Linked DNA regions of Rattus norvegicus: regions 1 and 2 are each linked to region 3. A link is a contact called in public Hi-C data. All regions are on one chromosome and are shown on one strand. Each heading gives the region's core, a stretch centred on a gene start, on an enhancer-like site or on the middle of the called end of the contact. The rest is flanking DNA. Distances are from core to core; before and after follow the strand shown.

Region 1 (2,700 bases), core at 30-2,529, 130 kb after region 3:
GGCCTGTAGGGGAGATCACAGCATCTCAGGGAGCCACCGTGGTTCTAGCCCTGGTGTAGTGACCAGCTCAGTGTGTGGTGTCCTGGGCCTGGGTATGCATGATGTGTGCCACTCACACACTCTAGCAGGCCTATCTTCGAGGAAGCTCTGCGCTCTCAGTCAAGTGAACTGCTTATAAAACGGCTGGGGTTCTACCAAGGTGACGCCATGCTTGGGCTATGAGCGGGTCTCTGTGTGATGTGACAGTGGGCACCCCCTGCCTACAGCATCAGACTGTTAGTCCCCTCGTGTCATCGGGAATAACATGCTTCCTGTGAGCGTCAGGCTTCCTTGTCACACCCTATAGTTTGTCCCTTTCCCTGTCTCCATGCTGCTGGCAGTGGGGCGCAAGAGCCATGTATCTGCAGGTCAGTGCCGGGCAAGGTGTGTGCCAGGGACGCCTGACAAAGTTGACTGTCTCTAGCCTTGGCCTTGGGCCTAGCTGGCTGACTCTTGGCTGTGGGATGGACCTGCGGGCTGTTGTCCAGTTATTTACAAACTGCTATGCCACATGGGGCTCAGGCTGCTCCTGTCTAATGGCACTGGGTGCTGGCTGGGGCTGACGTCCTGGGTGTGTGGGCACATCGTGGGTTCCTGCACCACCTGCACATGTCACTTGTTACTGCCTCAGGGCCCTCATTTGTCTGTCCATTCATTTACTCACTCTCTCGGTCATTGGCCTGTCGGTTCGTTCTTCACTCATTAATGGATTCACTCGTTCATTTGTTGGACAAATGCAGATTAGGTTTGTCACAGGCCAATTTCCAAGCCTTGGGGACAGAGCTGTGAAGGCCTGAGAAACCCTCTCACTCTGGGGAGCTGACATTCTCTTGGGGAACAGTGAGCAAAGGCGAGGCTGGAGGAGGCCATGTTTTAAGTGGTGAGCCTAATGTCGTTGGTGGAGCTGGGACGGGAGAGGAGGGACAGGCGATGCATGGCGTCTGGGTGGGCAGTGCCCCAGGCTGCGTGGAAGCCCTGAGGTGAGGCTCCGTTGGAATGAACACACCACTCAGGAGTGACCTGTGAATCCAGGGTTCACAGGGCTCGGCTGAACTCTGTCTCCATATGACCTCGTGTGCGTCTCTACTTCTTAGACTTGTGCTGGGGTACAGTGTGTTTCTTGGGGCTCCCCACTTGTTCTGTTTGTAGTGGAAATATCCGGGGGGTGGGGTGGGCCTCTACTCTTGAGTCGGGTGTTGTGATCAGCCACTGGGCAGGTTGTGACCTGTGACCTGTGACTGTCCCCGTTCCCTGCGGAGGTGCCAGTCGAGCCTCACCCTGTAGAACCTGTGCTGTCCTTGCTGTGCGACCGGGAAGAACCGTTCTTGCTTCTGGGCCCCTCATTCTCTTGTTGTTCACACCACCCATGATATCCTCCTTGTGTTTGGGGGGGTCGCATTAGACAGCTCGTGCAGAAGGCTTGGTTGCAGCGATCTGAGTATGGGATCCCTTCTCTCCAAGTCCTCCTTGGCAGGGTCATCCTGGTAGCCTTGTCCTTCTCCTGGGTCTTGTTTTGCAGGGTCTTGATCTTCCCTTGCTGTTTGGTCTCTGAGGTTTCCCAGTTGCTCATCCTCTAGGGGCAGGAGCCTGGCTGCTTCTATAGCCTCAGCACACTTAGCTGCTATCATTGATTCTTTGCAGTAAGAACTGTTTAAGACACAAAGCCAGGGCCTCAAAAGGGCCTGAGCTGCTTTTCAGGGGATCTGAGCATGGTTTTACGCATCCATGTTGAGCAATTCATAGCTGCTTCTAACTCCAGGATATCCAATGTCTTCAGGTTCTCTCTGGCTTAGGTGGGCACTGGACTCCAGTGCATAGGCACATAGACATACACACAGATACATAGAGATAAAATGAAATCTAAAACAAAATAAAAAGGACCGAAAAGGAGAAAATATGCCAATGGAAAACTAAGTTAACCTATAGTTCTATAGTTCACGCTATCTGCGGCTATACCCGAGACAGACATTACTAATCGATTGCCGTGCATGTAATCAAGTGTCTAGGCTGATAGACTAGATTGATTGGCCTGGTGGTCTTTTTTTTTTTTTTAAATGGTGTGCACACTCAGCTCTCTCCTCTCTCAATTCCCTCATTTTCTTACCGTGATAAGGTGATCTTGACCCTTGTGAAAAATGTAGGGGTTGGTAGAACGCTAGTGAGCAGGGAGGGAGCCTGGCACCACGATGAGACTTCAAGGTTGGGGGACTTTGTCAACTGTGTTGACTCCCCAGCACTCTTTCTGCAAGGGTAGGCTAAGATTGAGGCCTCCTTCACAGACCTCAACACCAGGTGTGGTCTGACCAGCGAAATCACAATCACTGTTCAAAGCGGGAGGGTGTAGCCTCCCTCCCCCCATCCCCCACACTTCATAAGCTAGCTGTTTTTCTCGTGGTGGGCGGGACTCCTGAACAGCTGCTTGGCTGGGATCTGGGTTTATATATCTCCATCTGTCCTGGCTACGCAATCTTCCTCTCTCTTTCGTGTTTTGAGCTTGACTCTTCACAGGGATACCTGTCCGAGGAGACCTGGGTCTCCATTGAAGGCAGATACATTTCTGCCCTGTGGGCCGCTCCATGCTCACCAGTGCCCTGCTAAGGCAATACCCAGCCCCATGTCAGTAGGCAGGGCCTGGGAGAAGTGACACATTGTTCTCTAAAC
Region 2 (2,700 bases), core at 92-2,591, 210 kb after region 3:
CAGTACCCCCAAAGCCAGCTCCCCCTGTGCCTCCACCCACGCAGCACCTACAGCCAGAGGGTGACGTGTCTCAGCAGTCGGGAGGAAGTCCACGTGGCAAGTGCCGCAGCCCGGTGCCTCCCGCCGAGAAAGAGGGTGAGTGCTGGGCACAGGGATGCAGTCAGAGTGAAGGGCAGCCCTCTTCTCTGGAGCTTCCAGTGGCAGCTGGCCAGGCTGGGAGGACACATAGTTAAGGCAGCAGCAGATGACAGGCTCAGCCATAGAGCTCCAGAAGCAGCTCGAGCTGGGGGCTCTTGAGAAACCAGAGGCAATCTAATGTTGGGGTGTGTGCGTCTGTCTGTGAACGTGCGTGCAAACATACATCTAGCCAGCTTCTCCTTTGGTGTGAATCAGGTCTCGTGTGACCTTTGGGCTCCCTGAGGTTGCAGTACAGGTCTCTGTCTTAGAACGACAGCAGGACTGACCTGAGCTGGACTGGCTCACCTTTCCCTGGCTAAGGCATGGCTGCCCATGTTGACACCCCTTCCTTGTCAGCACAGAGCCTCTTGTGCAGGTAGAGGGCAGCGTCTACCAGGGCCCCGTGGAATTTTCACATTGGTGCTTCTGAGCACCAGGGTTCCTCCTAAGCTAGTGGTGGCAGGCATGAGAAGAAACAAATGGTTTGGGGCGGGTGCAGGGCCAACATAAGTGGGCTGGATATTCAACAAGGATCTGGTGAGGAGAGGGTAGGGGATGATGGGGAAAGGCCCTTCAGGGACTGGGAATGGGAGAGGAGGTCAGAGAGGGAAATGGGGACGAAATTGTGTAGCTGAGGTAGAGACTAGCTTTGAGTGACCGTTTGCTTTGGGAGGGGCATGACATCAGATTAGGGTCTTGGGAAAAATCCGTTTCTGATTCCTGTTGAGAAAGGGCAGTAGGGAGTAGGGCAGGGGTGGGAGGCAGGCTGAAGTGCTCCTCCCAACAGCTCTAGGGCAGCCTGGACTTGACAGGTGGCCTTGGAAGTGGGAGGAAGGGGAGGCTTGAGTTTGTTCCTGAGGCCAAGCCAGCGGGACGTAGTGATGACCTCTGGGGGATGAGGGCAGGGTTGTCTTGTTAGAGCTGGGACCGGAACACACTACTGTAAGGGGTGGGCTTTAAGGGGCCAGGTATATAGAACACAGTATGCTGTGAGAAGCCACCGGGACTCAAGATGATAGCCTGGGATGACAGTAAGGGGAAGGGGGAAGGCTCTGATCTGGCTCTGGCCAGGCAGCCGTGGCTGAACGGGGCTGAAGCCACCCAGGGCCAGCCAGGTCCTGCTAAGTTGGGCCCTAGGCCCCAGTCCCTGGGAAAAGAGCCAGCAGTCCACAGTCCCTGAGGCTGGTTCTGGGCCCATCCATGTGGCCAGTGCTATGTCGGTTCCTAGACTCCTCCCGGGGGAACATTGCACCTGGCGGCGGGCTCTGTCATTCACGTGGTCTGGCCACAGTTCTGCTCCCCAGGGGACACATGAACCCAGCATGCAGGAAGCCAGCCTTTTCTGTCCTGGCTCCAATAGGGAGCTTCCAGGCCAGGCAGGTCCCTTGGGATCCCCAGGCCCGGCTGGAGGAACAGGTTGTCCGTCCTGGCTCTCAGCCACCTGCCTGCATTGGCCGAGTCTGACCCCATTTCCTTCCAGCCTGAGACTTCCTCTCTGCCCCCCAGCTCTCCAGAGCCAAGCTGTATGGGGCAGCCAAGGTACACAGCAGGCCAGGGAGCCAGGTGTTTGAACTTCCTGGTTCAGAGCAGGCCCTGTAGGTTGAGAATGTGAATGTCACACCGGTTAACTTTGGTTAACCACCTCCCTGGGGCCTAAGTTCAGGGGGAGTTTGTGCTCCCCTAAGGGAAAGATGTGGAGTGTAGCACTCGGGCCTCTGCTTGTGCTCCAGCTTTTCAGGACAGCCTAGGGCTGCGTGGAGGTGATCCAGGAGACACTTAGCGTCCGTTCCTGTTCCAAGGCCAGGGCCCTTGTCCTTCACGATTTCTGGGTGGGTTGTAATCCCCAGAATGTGTCTAGCCAAGGCTGGCCACCCAGAACCGCTAAAGTGAGAGCTTGTGGAGCCTCAGGGAGTGCTAGCCTCACACAGGGGATCTGGGCCATGTGGCGCAGCCACAAGCCTAGGCCAGGGCTCTAGCCTGTGTTCTCAGGTCTCCCCTGCACTCAGCAGCTGGGGCCTCGGTCTTCCCATCTGGAGGGTGAAGGAACAAACTGTGACATCCCACAGAGTGCTACCCTTTGCTGTTGTTTGTGGTCACATGGGCTCCAATCCAGGCAACTGACCCAAGAGACCTCATCAAACGGGTCTGATTACTGTCCTCAGTGTGCACCCACACGGGCCCATCAAGGCCCGGCTGGAACTCAGCCTAGTGACTGGTACATAGTAGACGGCTAGCACACGGACTGCCGCTGCCCCACCCTCATCTGGAGTAGCTGCCGTAGCCACATCCCTTGCCATAGACCACAGTCACGGAGGTCAGCAAGCCTGACCCAGCACTCTTGGTCCTGGACACCCAATTGGTGACATTCCGTGGGAGACCGTGAAGCAAAGATTAGCCCTCTGACACATGCCCTCTGTCATGCCTGTCCCTGTGGGCTCAGCCACAAGGCAGCCCCATACCAAGCAGTTATCATGGGAACATAGCACACCTTTGCTGACATGTCCCAATGGCCCCTCATGTCAG
Region 3 (2,700 bases), core at 67-2,566:
CCAGCTGTTTTACTACGTTTTCTTTTAAGGGAGGGTCTCACTAAGTTGACCAGGCTGCCTTGAACTCTCTGTGTAGCCTAGGCTGGCCTAGAATTTTTAGTCACTCTGCCTCAGTCTCCCAAGTTGCTAGAATGTTGGCCTACCTTCCAGGCCTGGCCTTTGTCTATGGTTATTTCTCCTGATTGTATGTGTACGGTGTGTATATGGAGGAGGGTTGCACGCACGCCATATGGAGGTCAGACGATACCTTTGTGGGAGAGATTCTCTCCCTCCACCTACTCATGGGTTCTAAGGATCGAACTAAGGTCTCCAGGCTCCCATAGCAAGTGCTTTTCCCCAGCAGCCATCAGCTGTGATTGTTAAAGCATGCAGCGGGGACGTCCCTTCAGGGTAGAATGTAGGAAGCTTTGAGAGTTGCTAGTATCTCATGGCGAGGCTGGAAACATGACACAATCCTTAAGAAAGTATACAACTCGGGGTTTGGGGATTTAGCTCAGCGGTAGAGTGCTTGCCTAGCGAGCGCAAGGCCCTGGGTTTGGTCCCCAGCTCTGAAAAAAAACAAACAAACAAAAAACCAAACAAAACGTAAGAAAGTATACAACTCTTACAGAGGACCTGAGTTCAGTTCCCAGCAACCACATGGGACTCCAGCACACACACACACACACACACACACACACACACACACACACACACACACCCCTACACACCTACAGATATACTCGTACACAGATACACATATATGCACACACATATACATATGCACATATACACAACACATGTATACATATATACACATACTTACACACATATGTATACATCTATGCTCATATATACACATGCATATGTATACATATATACATATATGCACACACATATAATTACACATGTGCATATGTATATATACATATATACATATATGCACATGCATATTCATATGCACGCACATATACACAATATGCATATATGTACACAATATGCATATACATACACACATGTGCGCACATACATATGCATATATATACATGTCTACACATATGTACACATATACACATATACATACTTACACACATTTCCTTAAATCTTTAATTTAAAAAATCTTGTGCAGAAGAGAGATCACCAGACCCACTCACTTCTGCTGGGTAAAGATGTGGGGGTGAGTGAGGCATGGGATACCAGCCTCATTCTTACCTCCCTGTGTCTCTTCTGCCCTGGTTTAACATCCACTGGTGGCTCACTGTGGCCTGACTCTTGCTGGCCCAGCCTGGCATAGTCTGGCTCTTCATGGCCTGGCTCTAGGCCACCAGGTGCCTTTCACTTGCCAGGAGAACATCCGGTCTGGGAGCAAATGTCAGGAGAGTCGGGCCTAGCACATTCCTGCCCTGTGGCCCCATTCACCCGAGATGAACCTCACACTTTAGACGCTACACATCACTGGTCCCAGACGGACTCTTGACCTCAAGAGCCACTTACCAGCCACTTGGCCAGAATGCCGTTCCTGGAAGCTATCAGGCTAAGGTGAGAGAACCAGGAAGATGTGGATAAAAGCCCAGGGTCCTGATGGTGGCAGCAGCCAGAAATGTGTGAAGCGGTGGCCCCAGATTCCACACACCACCCTCTCTACAGTGGGCTGGGCAGGCTCAGCGTGAATCGGTTTTTCGATCCCTGTGTGACCTTTGCCTCTCTCTCTGGGGGTGAATGAACTAAAATACATTCTACCCTTGGGGAACGCCAGGCAGGCTTCTGAGGCACACAGCCGCAGAGCTTCCCCTCCCCCTCCCCTGCAGCCAGACTCCACATCCAGCAGGAGGCAGGGCTCACCCAAGAGAGAGAGAGAGGAAGAGAGAGAGAGAGAGAGAGGGAGAGAGAAGAGAGTTTATGTGGGGTCACTCACCTCTCCCCAGGGAACTTCCTGGGGCCTTTCCTCCTGTGTTATTTCCTTCCCTCTCAGCCCCACCTCTGGGACCCAGGGGAGCCTGACTCAGAGAGGGCAACAGGAGTAAGATACACACGGCACAGAGAGGTGACATACTGTGTCCTTGAGGGTAGGGCATAGGACCCTGGGTGATGGCCGGCTGGGTCAGATGAGGCCAATGACCAGGCAAGAGGTCTCTGGGCTCAGACCAAGAGAGTGATCACCATGAGCCCTTCAGCTGCACTCACAGGGGAGACATGGTGGGATTGACTGACGTCCCTTCCAGTGTCTCATAGCCAAGGGGCCCTGGGGGGGGTTTCTGGAGGAGCCTTGGAGGGGTCCTGGAGGGGCCTTGGAGGGGTCCTGGAGGGGCCTGTAGCAGTCTCAGGGGGCAATATCTGTGTTATACACTGCACAAACGCAACTTGTGTTTCTTTCTTTCCTTTTTTCCTCTCCGCCTTCCTTCCTTTCTTTCTTTCTTCCTTCCTTCCTCTCTTTCTTTCTTTCTTCCTTTCTTTCTTTCTTTCTTCCTTTCTTTCACAGAGTTTCTCTGTGTAAACCTGGCTATCCTGCCTCTGCCTCCTGAATACTGGAATTAAAAGCATGGGCTGCGGCCGCTGCTGCCACCACCACCACCACCACCAGGTTTACAAAAGCAGCTTCTAGTGAGGCAACCAGAGGAGATCCCATTCCCTTGCTTGTCCACTCACTCTGCAACAAGCATGTCTTGGTTGGAAGTAGGGCCAGCATGTGATACCCCCTCCCCCAGGAAGCAGGTGTCATCG

Evidence for each region. Hi-C and Micro-C count contacts between places; a contact is called where the count stands out from the background.
Region 1: a Hi-C map of liver shows a contact between it and region 3, with 2.9 times the contacts expected there. The contact joins two enhancer-like sites. A contact is called at or near these places in 4 of 12 Hi-C or Micro-C datasets (Schwann cells, liver and psoas muscle) and 1 of 1 datasets of contacts at active chromatin or transcription factors (oligodendrocytes).
Region 2: a contact with region 3 is called in a Hi-C map of liver, with 2.3 times the contacts expected there. The contact joins two enhancer-like sites. A contact is called at or near these places in 2 of 12 Hi-C or Micro-C datasets (both in liver).

Annotation. Positions count from the first base shown.
Region 1 is chr12:37,183,587-37,186,286 of GRCr8, forward strand. All of the region lies in intron 2 of Ncor2 (nuclear receptor co-repressor 2), which reads left to right. It overlaps LOC120095965 (a long non-coding RNA gene), which reads right to left. Exons shown (of 2, transcript XR_010056761.1): 2 at 742-2,700. Among named protein-coding and RNA genes, the nearest start is that of Ncor2, 57 kb to the left of the region's middle. Within about 2 kb of position 1,280, at least 7 of the 93 cell types and tissues checked have an H3K27ac peak or open chromatin away from gene starts, as enhancers often do. A contact at or near this core is called in liver, where this site is marked.
Region 2 is chr12:37,263,625-37,266,324 of GRCr8, forward strand. Ncor2 (nuclear receptor co-repressor 2) reads left to right here. Exons shown (of 47, transcript NM_001108334.1): 23 at 1-135. Among named protein-coding and RNA genes, the nearest start is that of Rflna, 39 kb to the right of the region's middle. Within about 2 kb of position 1,342, at least 24 of the 93 cell types and tissues checked have an H3K27ac peak or open chromatin away from gene starts, as enhancers often do. A contact at or near this core is called in liver, where this site is marked.
Region 3 is chr12:37,055,030-37,057,729 of GRCr8, forward strand. No RefSeq gene overlaps it. Among named protein-coding and RNA genes, the nearest start is that of Ncor2, 72 kb to the right of the region's middle. Within about 2 kb of position 1,317, at least 8 of the 93 cell types and tissues checked have an H3K27ac peak or open chromatin away from gene starts, as enhancers often do. A contact at or near this core is called in liver, where this site is marked.